Linked DNA regions of Sus scrofa: regions 1 and 3 are each linked to region 2. Evidence: chromatin contacts called from public HiChIP or PLAC-seq data. All regions are on one chromosome and are shown on one strand. The core of a region is the stretch at or near the end of the contact, and the rest is flanking DNA. Distances in the headings are between cores, read along the strand shown. Region 1 overlaps ARHGEF11 (rho guanine nucleotide exchange factor 11). Region 2 overlaps ETV3L (ETS translocation variant 3-like protein). Region 3 has its middle 40 kb from the start of ETV3.

Region 1 (2,700 bases), core at 31-2,530, 120 kb after region 2:
TTTTTTTTTTTAAATGATAAGCATATTCTGCTTTTGTAATCAGAAAAATTACATGTTTGTAAAGACTAAAAAACAAGCAAAAATGTAGTGCTTTCAGGTTTCGCTAGAGCCAGAATGGTCATACAGTACCCCCTGGGGATCCTGGACACCCCCCTGCCCCCAGGGATTCAGAGACGAGGGTGTTGGGAGAGGAGGATTCTCAGAATGAGTCTGAGAGATACAGACCCAGCACATCAGCCTGACTCTGCAACTTGGAATGTTCCATTGTGAGTGAGTGCTAGACTCTGATCCCCGAGATGTCTTCTGAGTCTTTCAGCTTCTATGACTTGCTCATTCTGAGCACAGAGTCTGTAAATACCCAGGAGGACAAGAGTGAGGAGTGTCAGGAAGGAACTGTCAGGAAAAGCCCCTTGAAAAGGTGGAGTAGGAGGGTGTCTTAGACCTGGGAAAAGGCAGGCATGAGAAGTGCCTACTCTAGATGGATTCCAGAGCATAGCCTTTAATGGGGAATCACTGGAAATGAGGTAGAGGAAATTGAGTGAAAAATCCAGTTGGCAGGAAATCTTTGAATGCTCAGGGAGCTTTTAGGAGAAAGGCATATCTAGCGAAGCATCTGAGAAGTTTATACAACATGAAACCTCTCATCGTCCTACCTAATCAGTGGCATGGAGGGGAACTCCAAAAGCCAAGCTAAGAAGCTTGGATTGACAAAAAAATAAAAATAACAAAGAGTTCCCGTCGTGGCTCAATGGTTAACGAATCCAACTAGGAACCATGAGGTTGCAGGTTCGATCCCTGGCCTTGCTCAGTGGGTTAAGGATCTGGCGTTGCTATGAGCTGTGGTGTAGGTCGCAGACGCGGCTTGGATCCCACATTGCTGTGGCTGTGGTGTAGGCTGGCGGCTACAGTTCCGATTAGACCCCTAGCCTGGGAATCTCCATATGCCACGGGAGGGCCCTAGAAAAGGCAAAAAGACAAAAAAAAAAAAAAAAAGAAGCTTGGATTGTAGACAGGAAATGGGGGTCTATCATAGATTCTTGAGCAGGCAGGGGGAGTGATGAAAGTGGAGTTGAAGAAGGATCAGCTCCATCCCCTTTTGCTCAAGGAGGCAGAGACTACGAGGGGACAGCACACAGGAGCTCGAGAGCCGTAGCTTTGGAAGGTATTGTGGCGGGGGCTGTTGAGACCAACAAAGCCCTCAGCCCAACAGTCCAGCAGGAGCTCTAGGTTCTTGTTTTGTGGGCTGACACTCCTTTCACAAACAGGAAGAGAACACTTTCTCTCACTTCCCATCTTCATGCATCATGTGACCAGGCTGCTCTGAGTCTGCCTGGCCCCACCCAGAAGCAGTTGCCTTCCTGCAAATGGAAATCATTTGTTCTGTTCTCTGAGATTTGGGGGTGGTAGTGAGACGCCAGTGTTTACCAGCCCCGTGTGGCTTTCCCTGCCAGCGCTGTGCTGTCACTAACCAGACACCATTGAGGGGGCTAGACTCCTGTCCTCTAACCTCTCATCTCTACAGCTCGACTCTCTCCCCCAGGGTGTAGATCAAAGCCCAAAGCCTTTAATTATTGGCCCAGAGGAAGATTATGACCCGGGTTATTTCAACAACGAGGTAACGGTTTCCTGATTTTCTCCTTTCATCATTCTCTGTACCAGCTGCTCTGGACTAGAAGCAGTTGGACTGGCACCAGCTGCAAGGCAGCATGGGAGAGGGGGCCGCGCTTATCAGCCCTGGAAGGCGGGGCACATGGGAGCTCAGCTGCAACAGGCAGTGCTGCTGTGCCCCCAGCCCTGTCTGTCCTTCTGCCTTCCAGAGCGACATCGTTTTCCAGGACTTCGAGAAACTTAAGTCCCGGCCAGCTCACCTGGGGGTCTTTCTACGGTACATCTTCTCTCAGGCAGACCCTGGACCCCTGGTAAGTCACAAGGATCTGCCTCAATTGCATGCCCGCTTGTGCTTGGCCTCTGACCCTGTTCTCTAGGTGTCATAAGTCAGATCCATGGACATGGCCAGGCATCTCGAGGACAGAGACAGAACAGAAAAGAAGATGCAACCTAGAAGGAGGGGACTCTTCCATAGCACAGGGAGGAGCAGGAAGAACCAGTCCAGGAAAGCTGTCATTCTGGGTCAGCTTGGAGGGAATGGTCTTTCTAGGTTTTTTGAATGAAGGTGGATTCAGGCTGACTGTGGGAGCTGAGAGAGCAGGCCTTGAGGATACAGTGTTACCACGAGAAAACTTGGCAGAGGGGCAAAGCGATAAAAGGTCTTCAGGCTGAAGGTGATGACAGGAAGGATTGTGAGGGATGGAGGGTGGGGGTCCTGCAGCAGCGCTCAGAGCCACAGCCTTCCTGGTTTCTGTCCTTCTGCTCAGCTGCTTCGAAAGGAAGGGGGGTGAGGGAGAGAGGCAGCTGTCCTGTTGTTCAGAATAAGCTTCTTGGCCATGGCACGCACTGCTGGATTTTCTTTCTGGGCCTGCCACTGGTAGAAGCCAGAGTCAGCATCCACTTGCTCGGGGTTCCCTTTGTGGCGCAGGGGAAACGAATCTGACCAGGAGCCATGAGGTTGCGAGTTCAATCCCTGGCCTCACTCAGTGGGTTAAGGATCCAGCATTGCTATGAGCTGTGGTGTAGGTCGCAGATGGCCTCTGGGATCCCAGGTTGCTGTGGCTGTGGTGTAGGCCGGCAGCTGTAGCTCCA
Region 2 (2,700 bases), core at 157-2,656:
GGGTCTCTGACACAAACCTCCGGGGGATGTTGGTCTCCACCGCTTCTAAGGACCCAAGGAAAAGGAGAGTGATCCAGGAGAGGGTCCATTCTGCCAGGGGTCTCCCTGGTTTTCCTCATGAAGGATCGTTTTTTACTATTTCCCCCCACCTTATTTTTTGCTCTTTAGGGCTGCACTCGAGGCATATGGAGGTTCCCAGGCTAGGGGTCCAATCAGAGCTGCAGCTGCCGGCCTATAGCACAACCACAGCACTGCAGATCTGAGCAGCGTCTGTGACCTATACCACAGCCCACGGCAACTTGGGATCCTTAACCCACTGAGCTGGGCCAGGGATTGAACCTGCATCCTTATGGATACTAGCTGGGTTCATTACTGCTGCACCACGACGGGAACTCCTACCTTCCCCTTTCATAGGTCTGATTTAAACTACAAACCCAGGGCCTCACAACTAGTTTTTGCCCAACTAGACCAGAACCACAGCCATCTGCTAGAGGGACAAGTTGAGGGAAGACTTGATCCGTTGTATTACAGCAAAAAATATCTTCATCCATTTATCCAGCACCCTTTTTTTTTTTTTTTTTCTTTTTAGGGCCGCACCCGTGGCATATGGAGGTTCCCAGGCTAGGGGTCAAACTGGAGCTACCGCTGCCAGACTACACCACAGCCACAGTAACGCAGGATCTGAGCCATGTCTGCAACCTACACCACAGCTCACAGCAATGCTGGATCCTTAACCCACTTAGTGAGGCCAGGGGTCGAACCTGAATCCTCATGGTTCCTAGTCGGGTTCATTAACCACTGAGCCATGAAGGGAACTCCTATCCAGCACTTTTTTATTGAGCCCTTTAAAAATATATACACCAGGCTGGGTTGAATCCCAAGATCCAGAGTAAGACACAAACAGCTCCTGCTCCCACAGCGTTGGGCACACATATTAAATATTCGCACAAACAACTCCTGATTCTCAAGGAAGAGCCCTGGAAGAGTGTATCAGGGGGTAGGAGGCGGGTAGCCAGGGGCTCTCACCCAGGCTGGGGAGGCTCGGAGACTTCCCCCGGAAAATGACATTTACGAGGAAATCTGAAGAAGGAAAAAAAAAAAGGAAGGAACACCCGGGGTGGGGAGAGAAAGTTTCAAGCAGGAGCAAAGAGAAATGGGACATGGGTGCAGAAAGGGGGCAGCTCCAGCATTGGGCACTCGCTGATTCTCTGTCCCTTCCTCCCTCCCTCTCTCTCTCTCTCTCTGTAGGACTTGGACTTGGCTCTGCCCCAGCCCCCTGCCGGCTCGGCCCCTGCTGCCATTTGGGGAGCCCCCAAGACGAGCTGCCCAGTTTCGCCTCCTTCACCCCGCCCCTGCCACCCCCGGTCCCCTCCGACTGGCCCCGCCTCTCAGGGCCCTTCCTGCCCCCTCTCCCCGTAGAGCAGCCCTTCCCAGGATCCTGCACGCCCGACGCCCTGCTCCCAGAGCCCGCGCGCCCCCCAGCGACCCGGCATTTCCCGGGGCTCCCTCTGTTGGCCGGGCTGGCCCAGGGGGCTGGGGAGAGGCTCCGGCTCTTGTCCCTGAGGCCCGAGGGGCTGGAGGTAAAGCCCGATCCCGCGATGGATCCCAGGGAGGGTTTCTCCTCAGAAAGGCGGGGGCCCAAACCTGGAGAGGAAAACCCCGGGTCCCGCGATCTGGAGAACTTTAAAGCAGTGTGGCCCCTGGATCCTCCTTAACCGGGGCGGAAGATGCGAAGTGTGGGGGTCCTTCCAACCCCATCTCTCCTCTTGTCTACCTCCCTTCTGGCTTTGCACCTCCCCCTGGGTGGAAACAGCTTTAAGCTGCAGGAGGCTTTGAAGGGATAGAGTTGAAACCAAAGGGATGGAGGGCATGGAAGGAAAGGAGCATATGTGGGGAAGAGGAAAAGAGAGGCAGAGCGCTCCCTCCCACCAAATTGCTAATCAGGAAACTTTTTTTTTTTGTCTTTGTCTTTTGTCTTTTTTGGGCAGCACCCGGCATGTGGAGGTTCCCAGGCTAGGGGTCGAATCAGAGCTGTAGCGGCCAGCCTACACCACAGCCACAGCAACGCCAAGTCCGAACCGTGTCTGCGACCTATACCACAGCTGACGGCAACGCCGGATCCTTAACCCACTGAGTGAGGCCAGGGATCAAACCTGCAGCCTCATGGTTCCTAGTCGGATTCGCTTCCGCTGCGCCACGACGGGAACTCCAAGAAACATTGTTAATCTCCATTTTTTTTTTTTTTTTCTTTTTTTCTTTCCCCGGCCGTGCCTGCCTGCAGAAACTCCCAGGCCCAGAATCAACACAAGCCACAGCAGTGGCAACACCAGATCCTTAACCACTGGGCCCCTAGGGAACTCCCCCACTTTTTTTTTTTTTTTTTTTTTTTTGAGGGAGAGGAGAATAAAATTTCCATCATTTGAGGGACCCCATACTTGCTCACATGAGGGGGGAAATTCAGAGACTAGGTTGGGAAGGGGTCAGGAGTTGTTCTGTCCCTGAGGCTCAGGGCAACTCCTTTCTTCTCTGGGGCCCACATCCCTCATCCAGGCTGGTCTCCTGTCTCTCTGCTGCCCCTCCCTGCACCTCTCTGAGTTCTGTGACCCTGGAGCTCCTGTCCCCTCTTGTCCCCAAGACCCAGGCACCTGAGGTCAGGAGAACTGGCCCCGTCAACTCTGTAATACTCCACTGCAGACCGTG
Region 3 (2,700 bases), core at 148-2,647, 87 kb before region 2:
AGGAACTTAGCAGGCTTGCTTGACTAGTGATGGCCCAAAATATGCCTCTCGGGTCATTGGGTGGCAGGTGGGGCGAGGCCTGCATTCAGGAGGAGTCGAAGGACCACCCTTCTGCTGATTTGCATAAGCACCAAGACAGTTCTAGTTGGACCTTGTAGGGTCAAACACTCTCTTACCGGATACCAAGGAGGAGCTGCTCGTCCAAGAAAGAGGAAGAGGCGGTCTTTCCCCACCACCACTCCCCTTGGATGAGAAAACTGTGCCCCCCTCATCCTGGGGCAGAGCCTCCTCGCCTGCCGCTTGCATTTCTCCCAAGTGTCCTGTCTCAATAGATCTATTCCTCACCTATCACTTTGTCTCTCACTGGATTCCTTCTGCTCAGAGGCACTAAGAACCTGAACCTCAGTCAGTCCAGACACCTGGTGAGGGGATTCTAATTTAAAAACTGTGAGTTCAAGTCTCAGTCTGGGTTTTGGCTGGGTTCAAGTCATAAGTGCTGTCAGCTTCATGGCCAAAGGAGAAAATGAAACCGTTGCATGGCTCCATATGAGACCATTAGGAAGAATCTCTCTCTCGTAAGGTGGAGCAGCCTAGAGGAAACCATTCTGGGGAGGTCCTGGGGTGGCGAAATGCTAAGGAAACTGACTGGTATCCATGAAGAGGCAGGATCGACCCCTGGCTTCACTCAGTGGCTTAAGGATCCCGAGTTGCTGAGAACTGTGGTGTAGGTCACAGACGCAGTTTGGATCTGGTGTTGCTGTGGCTGTGGCATAGGCCAACAGCTAGAGCTTCAATTCAACCCCTACACTGGGAATGGCCATATGCCGCAGGAGCAACCCGACAAAAGCAAAAACCACAAAGAAACCATTCTGGTATGTGAGGGCCCCATAGGCCCGTGGCCATGACAATGGACCCCTGCCCTGCATTAATTTCTAAAGGATAAGGATGGGAGAAGTCTAACCCTTGGAAAAATGGGGCATTGCTTCATCTGTTCCTGCTGAATCTACAGGACACATCTCCCCTGGTCTCCAGCCAGAATTAAAGCATCATCAGCGCCCCCCACTTGTCTATACAGTCCAGTTTACCACCACATCCACCTGCCAGAGGCAAGCAGCTACCTTTCTCTTCTCGTAATTCAGATGAGGAAACTCAGGTTCCACATAGGGTGGTAACCCAGGTTCTGGAAAGTCAGTACGTAGCAGGATCAGGCCTCAGACCAGGCCTCAGACCCCCAAACCAATGGTCTTTCTGGATCCATGTCCCTCTCAGTGCAGTGACTGTCCCACACAAGATGACTCAGACCTTGAGAAGCCACATGAGGGGGAGGAAGGCCGGGCCTGACCAGGGCAGCCTCTCCGCTCCCTTGCATCACCGCAGGCAGAGGAACTAAGGCCTGTGGCTGCATCTCAGCAGCCTCTAAGATCAAGCCGGCCCTTGTCCAACCACAGCCACCTCCCTAGGTCCTCAGTGCATCACAAGGTGGCCGGCACCTCCAGCCACAGCTCAGACCTGCACAGGCTGCTGGCGTGAGAAGCCTCAGCTGGTCTCCCAGCAGGACCAGGGACCCCACTGTGTGTGAGCTGCAGACTGGGGGACCTGTCCTCCTTCCTGGGGCAGCCAACTATCCTCCTAGGGCGTTTCAGGGTCTCGCTCTCATGGGGCCTCTTCATCTTAGTCTTCACATCCATCCCATCAGTCACTCCAGCTGCATTACCTTTTAAAGCTGGAGAACCCCCCACCCAGGTGGAGAGACTGCTCCCTTCCCTGGCTTGTGCCAGCTCCCAGGCATGGCCCCTGCCCGACCTCAGCCCAACCACAAAGTTGGGCCCCTTCCCACTGGAATGCCTTTATCAAGTTTCCCTCATGGTCCTTGACTGGACATGTCCTCAGCATCTCTCTTCCATTCAGCGGGGAGAGGACAGACCACAACACCCAGCACGTCCTCCTACACACACAGGGAGGGGCTCAGGCCACAACAGCCACCCCACAGGGAAGAGGGTGGGCTCACAGATCCCCACCCACAGCCCCGGAGATGAGGTCCACAGACCTTTGAGACTCTCCCACTGGGGGCTCAGGGGGAGGGGGAGCCCCCGCAGGAGCAGGGACCTGGAAAAAACCTCCCCATTTCAGGGGTCCCCCCCTTCCTTTCCGGGACTAAGAAAGAGCCCCCATCAGCCTCCAGCCGGTCACCAGCTCTCACTCCCTGGAGTTAAGACCCTCCCTCCCGCCCCTGTCAAATGTCTGCCGACCCTTCCAGTTGCAGCTCACATGGCCCCTGGGAGCCGCCCCATCCTGCCCAGATGGAACCAGGTGCTCTCTGTGCTGGGCTCCCACAGCCCTGCAGCAAGGGGTCATCTGTGATGTGACCAGGATCTTGCCCCTCCCCTTTCTGAGGCAGGTCCCAGGGCCCCGAGAACAGGGGAGACCAGGAGGCCCCACTCTCAGGCTGGGGCAAGGGCAGGGTGGGATCCTGAGAGGGGGGTCTTGTGGTCTCACCCTCGTCCCAGCCCTCCTGTGAGGACACTGGGTGTCACACATGCTCTGGACCAAGGCAGGAAGCTCTCAGCCAAGCTGCACGTGGCAGCCGTGACTGGTTCCCACTCAGCAAATACGTACTGAGCACACCTGTGCCTCAGCACAGCCAGGACTCTCCTCTCCTGGCCTGTCACCATCAGCTGCTCTCATGGAGCCCAGAGGTGG

Evidence for each region. HiChIP or PLAC-seq counts read pairs in DNA pulled down with a chosen protein or histone mark.
Region 1: an H3K27ac HiChIP or PLAC-seq map of alveolar macrophages shows a contact between it and region 2. The contact joins two enhancer-like sites. A contact is called at or near these places in 3 of 47 Hi-C or Micro-C datasets (alveolar macrophages, heart right ventricle and retroperitoneal adipose tissue) and 1 of 2 datasets of contacts at active chromatin or transcription factors (alveolar macrophages).
Region 3: a contact with region 2 is called in an H3K27ac HiChIP or PLAC-seq map of alveolar macrophages. The contact joins two enhancer-like sites. A contact is called at or near these places in 1 of 5 promoter capture datasets (fetal liver), 13 of 47 Hi-C or Micro-C datasets (adipose tissue, alveolar macrophages, blood and 6 more) and 1 of 2 datasets of contacts at active chromatin or transcription factors (alveolar macrophages).

Annotation. Positions count from the first base shown.
Region 1 is chr4:93,128,626-93,131,325 of Sscrofa11.1, forward strand. ARHGEF11 (rho guanine nucleotide exchange factor 11) reads left to right here. Exons shown (of 42, transcript XM_021089647.1): 14 at 1,541-1,615; 15 at 1,818-1,919. Among named protein-coding and RNA genes, the nearest start is that of LRRC71, 46 kb to the right of the region's middle. Within about 2 kb of position 1,281, at least 28 of the 83 cell types and tissues checked have an H3K27ac peak or open chromatin away from gene starts, as enhancers often do. A contact at or near this core is called in alveolar macrophages and retroperitoneal adipose tissue, where this site is marked.
Region 2 is chr4:93,009,530-93,012,229 of Sscrofa11.1, forward strand. It overlaps ETV3L (ETS translocation variant 3-like protein), which reads left to right. Exons shown (of 5, transcript XM_001929495.3): 5 at 1,249-1,730. The coding sequence ends at 1,715. Among named protein-coding and RNA genes, the nearest start is that of ETV3L, 5.6 kb to the left of the region's middle. Within about 2 kb of position 1,407, at least 34 of the 83 cell types and tissues checked have an H3K27ac peak or open chromatin away from gene starts, as enhancers often do. A contact at or near this core is called in alveolar macrophages and retroperitoneal adipose tissue, where this site is marked.
Region 3 is chr4:92,923,009-92,925,708 of Sscrofa11.1, forward strand. No RefSeq gene overlaps it. Among named protein-coding and RNA genes, the nearest start is that of ETV3, 40 kb to the right of the region's middle. Within about 2 kb of position 1,398, at least 1 of the 83 cell types and tissues checked has an H3K27ac peak or open chromatin away from gene starts, as enhancers often do. A contact at or near this core is called in alveolar macrophages, where this site is marked.